Regions from separate parts of the Sus scrofa genome. Here region 1 is linked to region 2. Evidence: chromatin contacts called from public Hi-C data. All regions are on one chromosome and are shown on one strand. Each heading gives the region's core, a stretch centred on a gene start, on an enhancer-like site or on the middle of the called end of the contact. The rest is flanking DNA. Distances are from core to core; before and after follow the strand shown.

Region 1 (3,489 bases), core at 373-2,872, 140 kb before region 2:
CATATCCAAAGATAAAACTTTCTGAAGCTCAGAGGACTCTCGTTAACCTTTCATTTCTGTGATTATATTAGTGTGGGCTCTATATTCCATTTTCATATGGCCCTAATTTTATTTCAGATATATTCTAATAACCTCAGATGGGGATAATTTTATTTCTTTCTTTTTTTTTTTTTTTTTTTGCTTTGCTATTGTACATCATGATTAGCTAGGGGATTTTTATTTATTTTTATTTTTTTTAATTTTTCTTTTTTTGTCTTTTTGTTTTTTAGGACCACACCAGCAGTATAAGGAGGTCCCCAAGCTAGGGGTCGAATCAGAGATACAGCCGCCAGCCTGCACCAGAGCCACAGCAACGTGGGATTCGAGCCACATCTGTGACCTACACCACAGCTCATGGCAATACCAGAGCCTTAACCCACTGAGCTAGGCCAGGGATCGAACCCGTGTCTTCATGGATGCTAGTCAGGTTCGTTAACCACTGAGCCCCAAGGGGAACTCCAGATGGGGATAATTTTAAAACAAGGTTGTCAATAGTCAAATTAGTCAAGGCCATGAGTGCATTTCAAGACAATTCCAGATAGCTGAGTAGGTTCCAGATCAGCAGGAAAACGAAATAAAAAGAAGTATATGGAAAAAGACGGATTGGGGAGTGAGCTGGGACAAGCCCCAGAGGTCGCTGGCTGTGCACTGCGCTTTCTGTGGTCAGAGGCAGGAGGAGCTGGAGGATGGCCCAGCTGACCTCCGACCCGTGGGCGGTGAGAGCGCCTTGCAGCCTTTTAACCGGCTCAGGACCCAGCCCAGGCTCCTAAAAGAATCCACCTGGAGAACGTGGGCAGGTTGTACGGCGTCTCTGCCTCTAACGTGGCAACAGTAAGAGTGCTGACCTCCCAGTGTTGTTTTGTGAATGTCAAGTCATGCTCAAAAGTCACAGTGTGGGATGCATGATGCGTGTGAAATAAACATTAACTCTTGCAAAGTCTTCTGAAGGTCCCCTTCTCCTGTTCCAGGCTGGCTTGCTCCGAGCTGCTCAGAGACAGGCCAGAAGCAATGCACCATCAGGCAAAGCCTCCTGGTCAAAACAGGACCGGCTTTCCTATAAAGCGGCTTTACATTGTCAAAGCAGCCCTGAAAACACCAAGACTCAGCTTCCACCGAATGCATTCAGAGAGTTCTCCGTGTATCCCCCAAGACTGCTGACTTAGTCACCAGCCAAGAAAGGTGAAGGGCTAAGTGCAAGGGCCATTCTTCCTTCTCCAAGCGAAAGCCAAGCTCCGACAGCTAGAGAGAGGCCTCACAGCTTTCGAAAATAATGAAGATCAGAAGCCTCCAGTTTCTTTGTCTTTCTAATGACTCTGCTTTAAAAATAAATCTGTTCCTTGTCTCTCTGACTTTCCATAGGCTTTCTGAGCTTACTTGAAACAAACAGATTTTGACTCTGTTGGGAAATGATCGTTCTCTACACCCGGACACAACAGGCAATCCCTAGAGATGGCAGATCTGCTGTCACTTTGTCCGGTCATCTGAAAATAGGCTTTCTCGGGGAGGAGGCCTGACATGGAAGCCGAGGGCAAAGGATGTGCTCCGGAGAGAGTGTGAACTGGCTTTTGTTCCCTCCTTGGTGACACCCGACCCTGGCCTTGGAAGGTGGACCTTCCAGGGCTGTGCGGTAAAGCCATCTTCTGCAGGCGTCTGTGACTCCTGCCCATCTTGAATTCCTCCATCTGAATGAAAGAAATGACTGCCCCACGTCTCTCAGGGGTGAGGGGCATGTCATCTTTTGATGCCCATATTTCAGTTCACGGAAGCCCTGCCACCTGCAGGGAGAAAACAGCCCACGAAACCCTCACTGGAGCCTCAGCGCCGCCATGCCCTGTCTCCCTGGTAAAATAAGCAAATCCTTATCAGTCAGCATCTGTTTCCCGTGCCCCCACCCCAGCGTCTGTTTACCAGATTTTTTTCATTGAGAGACTTCCCCGCGGCGTATAATTCACTTCGTTTTTGCTCATTCATAAGATTTTTTTTTTTTTTTTTTTTTTTATCTCCCAGCTGCAACTATTTTGGGCACATTTCTGAGGACTTATTGAATGTGACTCATCGGAGTGAAGTGGGACTACCGAACAAAGCGGAGGCCGTCTGAGCGCTTTTGAAATACAGTAAATTTACACAATACGTATTTGTTGGTGTAAAGTACATGATTCGAGCGCTTGTCCATAGAGTCTTCTCCCCGTCTATTCAAAAATGAAGTGGATTGCTTTTTTAATATGCAAATTCTGGAAAAGGCTACTTAGCCTTCTCTCTTTCCTCCAGAAGTTGCCAGGGGGAGGAAAACAACGGAGACAAAGTAAACTCATCGCTTTCATTCGACACAAAATCAAATCGCTATTGCCAGGCGTTCCCATGGCAACTGCCTTCCTAAGCAAACTTCTCTGCAAAATATACAGCTGTTATTTTATCTCGTTGCTAAGTTCCCTCGACAAAACCACACCATAATAACCGCTCACATATATGTGGTTAAAGGGGATAAAACTCCCACGGGCCTCACAGAGCTTATCTTTTAAATGATAACTTAGGAATTTGACCCTCCATCCTCAGCACCATATGGGGTTTTCCTTTTTCTTTTTTTTTTTTTTGAGTCCTTTGCCTTGAAACTCTGCCATATTAGGAAAAATCCAGGCGAGTCTTTCATCTATATCATTGTTAGTTGTGTGAATAGAATTTTTTCCTTTGGTTTGTTTTTTTTATTGTCGAACAGTGAAAGATTAGGTTCCATTTTCCCATTTTCATTAAATGAGATGATAAAATGATGTATTCTAATATTTCATATCTGCAGAGTTAATAGTTTCTCTATTACTGTTTGTTCTCTTTTTTAAAGCGTAACCATGACTGGACTAGTCTTTGGGTACCAATTATTCTGCCTCTCTCTGGAGAGGAACCAGTGAGAAAATTGAAGTCATTTTATCAAACTGCCAAGAGAGGAGAGAGAGTACCCATTACATGGCTATCCATAACATATTTTAGCACCAGAGCAAAGCTGTAAATAAGCCAGAAGAAAATAGGCCCAAGCCCTAGAGGAAAGTCAGATTCCCATGAAATATTCAGTGAGGCTCTCTCTCACCAGTGCGGGCCCCAGGAGGGCCAGGGAGGAATATTATGGATCTCGTGTCTCAGGGGAGGAGCAGGTCGATGAAAGGGACATGCCCACACCGTGAAGCTTGGGGCAGTGTCACAGCTAGGCTGCTGCCTCTCTCCATTGCTTTCTTTTAAAGTAATGTGTTTTCTTCACCTTAATTCCGCTGCATTTGGCAAGAAAACTGGTTTGTTGATGACCCTTAAGACTATGCCATAAGAGTTCCCACTGCGGCTCAGCACGTTAAGAGCCCGACTAGTATCCATGAGGCTGTGGCTTCGATCCCTGGGTTAAGGATCCAGCATTGCCATGAGCTGTGGTGTAGGTGGCAGACGAGGCTCGGATCCCGAGTCGCTATGGCT
Region 2 (3,351 bases), core at 798-3,297:
GGAGGGACAGAGTCTTACAAATGATGTATGCGGTGCGCACACCGAGGTATACGCAAGGGTTAGCCAACGGGGAGCTCTACCGTATGCTACGGTAGTCTCTGCGGGAAAAGAATCTGAACGCGGATGGGTGTGTGTACACGTACAACTGAATCACTTGGTTGCACAGCAGAAACTGTCACAAGCATGCCTCAAGAACACTTTAAAACGTGACAATAAAAACGCTCTGTGCAAAAGCTTTGGAATTACATTGGTGGCTTTTCAATCCTACCAAATTATCCCCAGAAAGAGTATGAAACCGAAAATATAGACAATGGGGTGATACTAAAAACTATTAAATGGGAATGATATCCGATGCCTAGTTTTGAACGGTGGTACCGTCCTTCCACGGCTGGACTTTTTCTTTTTTTCCTCTGCACTCAACCATCTGGACTAATTACCTTCTTCCCTACGCCCCTTCCTAACAGCGCTTAAACTTGACGGTCTTGCTCATCTCCCAAGCCAGCACATGGATATCCACGGGTCCCCTCATTCCGCTCCTATTTGTGTTCTGGGAGTGATCTTTCTTCAGATCTTATGCTCCATGAACTCTCCTCTCTTCCCTGAGATTAGCTTTCACTCGCACATAAATTTACAATTACAAACAACTGTATTTCCACTTAGCTTTTTCCTGCCTTGGCTGAAGACACCTAAGATTTCAGGCACATCAGGATCTTTGGCAAAAGCAGCCATTTTCTTTTGCATGAATGGAGTTGATTTAGTCCCGTTCTTTTGTTCTTAAAAAAACACATTGCTCTGAGAAAAATGTAAACAAAATTATACTAACGTCGCTTCTCTCAACTGTCACATCCATCTTAACTTAAATGAATAGCACCAGATCCTTTTAGTGGCTCTGTTTAAATTGTTGGAAAGACAGACCGAGATTATTTTAATGAACAACCTCAGGAAAACAAAAATCCAGGGAATAATAAATTCTCGTTTATAGCGATATAAAACTATACTCACCAATGCTGCCAATGGACATTCAGTTTATTTCCCTTTTTTTCCACTATTTTAACACGTCTGCATCATTTTATTGTCCTATAAAAATTCACCTTCTGTGAAGTGTTCTGTTCTCCTTATCTTTCCCTTTTTTTCCCCTTTTTTGGTCTTCTTCTTGGAGTTATGTTGTAAAATTCTACTTTGGTTGATAGTTTTGTATTAATTGTATGCACTGTCAGTCTCTTTATTCCTCCCGTCTGTGGCTTGTTATTTTTAATCAAAAATTTAATATAATTAAATATTTATTTAAATTGTTTTAATTTAATTTAAATATATTAAATTTGATTGATTGATGAACTGATTGCATTCATGATTTGTGTTTTTCCTTTCTGATCGGACTTAATTTTTCCCTCCCTGTGGACATGAAGAGACTCTTCTGTGTTTTTCCTCCACATTTTAAAGTTTTGTTCTTTACACGTAGTTCCACCTTAGGTAAAATTTACTTTTTAATGTCATTTACCTTTTCCACGTGGATAGCTGATTTCCAGTAATATTTATTGAATTAGAAGCAAATTTTTTTTTAATGCATGAGAGTATCTAATATATTCTCTAGCAGAACCGGATGTTGGCTGAATTAGGTTGATTTTAATTAAATTAATTGTCCCAGTGGTTACAGGAAGGCCTTAGAAGTCATTAATGAGCCCCAAGAGTGCAAGACACGGGGTTTGAGCCGTAACCCTGGGACCTACCGCATTCCTCGCCTCACTACAGACCTGCGAGGTCTCTAGGTTTGTGTGCCTGACTCAGTAATGTCCAAACTAAAGTTTTTCTTTCTGTACCTAGAGGTGACAGAGAAACACATCACTTTGCTGCTGAGAGTGGCATTTTAGGCAGAGGCTAGAAAGTAGGCAAAGTCTGCCTTGTGTAACATTTGTCCATGAATCAGACTGCAGCAGAGTCTCACAAAATATTTATTAAGAGAAAGAGTAAACTTAGCTGATCTAATTTCTGCCTGTTAGTTCTTGGCAGTCTGAAAGATTATATTAGTCAAGCTTTCCAAGTTACCCAATAGAATACAAAAATGATGGGAAAATATTCCAAGTAAATACTGCAGAAAACATGTCTTCCAAAGGCTGGAAGATGGCAAGATGGAAAGTTCTAAGGCATAAAAGTCGTACCACGGTACCGCATGTAAAACCAGAGCTTTTAGCAATAGGATATGCTAAGATTTTGACATCCTTAAACTAGCTAAGGCTCTTTGCAGCAAGTAGGGTAGAATATGAGCTTGCAATGAAGTCTCTCCTGAGTCTGTGACCCAGACGTGCTGATGAAAATTGGAGATATGCCCTCTTTTTTTTCTTTTCTTTTTTTTGTTTTTGTTTTTTAGGTCCACACCCGTGGCATATGGAAGTTCACAGGCCAGGGGTCGAATTGGAGCTACAGCTGCTGGCCACAGCCACAGCCACAGCAACTCGGGATCTGTGCCGCATCTGCGACCTACACCACAGCTCATGATCCTTAACCCACTGAGTGAGGCCAGGAATCCAACCCGCGTCCTCACGGATGCTAGTCGGGTTTGTTAACCACTGAGCCGTGAGGGGAACCCCCTGCCCTCATTTTATTTCATGGAGCCCACAGTCAGTACAATGCTGAATCCCTTTTGCAGAGTGCTCAATTCTCATATATTTTGTCATGAAATGTATGTGTTCACCACCCAAACTGAGAAAAAGTATAAATGAAATGAGAAGAGAAACAGAATATAATTGAGTATTTCAAAGCAATCTCCATTTTTGAAAACTATACATGTATGAATGATATGGTATATGCAAATATGATATAAGATATAAATATACATTATATATTAAATTATATAATTTTGGGTATTTCATAATATAATTTTCATTTATATTCATTTTGTAACATTCATTTCATAATATAATTATATATATATACACACACACACAAATACACAAAAACATATAGGCAGAAAACCAAAATATTGTCAGAATATTTATTTCTTGATGATGGAAATTTTAGTGGTCATCCTTGGTTTTGTTTCTGTGGTCCTACCTTAGGTATTTTCCAAATTGTTCACTGAATTTGAATTAACCTTTACAACGATAAAATGTAATTTGTTTCAAGGCTGAAAAGACTTGAAAAGACGGGGAAATCTTCACCTGAAAACTCTAATTGCAGCAATGATCTGAATCAGAGTTTCCCAGCGCCAGGGAAGCACAGCTGCCCCAAATGCAGAAACGTGGACACCTGTGCCCCCTAGTGGCCACCCTCAGTAAGTGTCCGGGGAGCCTCGTCCTCTGTTGGTAGGAATCTCCAGGGAGACTTGTGTTTATAAAACCGGGAAACCCCGCTCCC

Evidence for each region. Hi-C and Micro-C count contacts between places; a contact is called where the count stands out from the background.
Region 1: a Hi-C map of omental adipose tissue shows a contact between it and region 2, with 2.1 times the contacts expected there. The contact joins two enhancer-like sites. A contact is called at or near these places in 8 of 47 Hi-C or Micro-C datasets (embryonic fibroblasts, mesenteric adipose tissue, omental adipose tissue and 2 more) and 1 of 2 datasets of contacts at active chromatin or transcription factors (skeletal muscle).

Annotation. Positions count from the first base shown.
Region 1 is chr10:65,956,369-65,959,857 of Sscrofa11.1, reverse strand. No RefSeq gene overlaps it. Among named protein-coding and RNA genes, the nearest start is that of AKR1E2, 260 kb to the right of the region's middle. Within about 2 kb of position 1,622, at least 32 of the 83 cell types and tissues checked have an H3K27ac peak or open chromatin away from gene starts, as enhancers often do. A contact at or near this core is called in mesenteric adipose tissue, omental adipose tissue and skeletal muscle, where this site is marked.
Region 2 is chr10:65,816,872-65,820,222 of Sscrofa11.1, reverse strand. No RefSeq gene overlaps it. Among named protein-coding and RNA genes, the nearest start is that of AKR1E2, 130 kb to the right of the region's middle. Within about 2 kb of position 2,047, at least 10 of the 83 cell types and tissues checked have an H3K27ac peak or open chromatin away from gene starts, as enhancers often do. A contact at or near this core is called in mesenteric adipose tissue, omental adipose tissue and skeletal muscle, where this site is marked.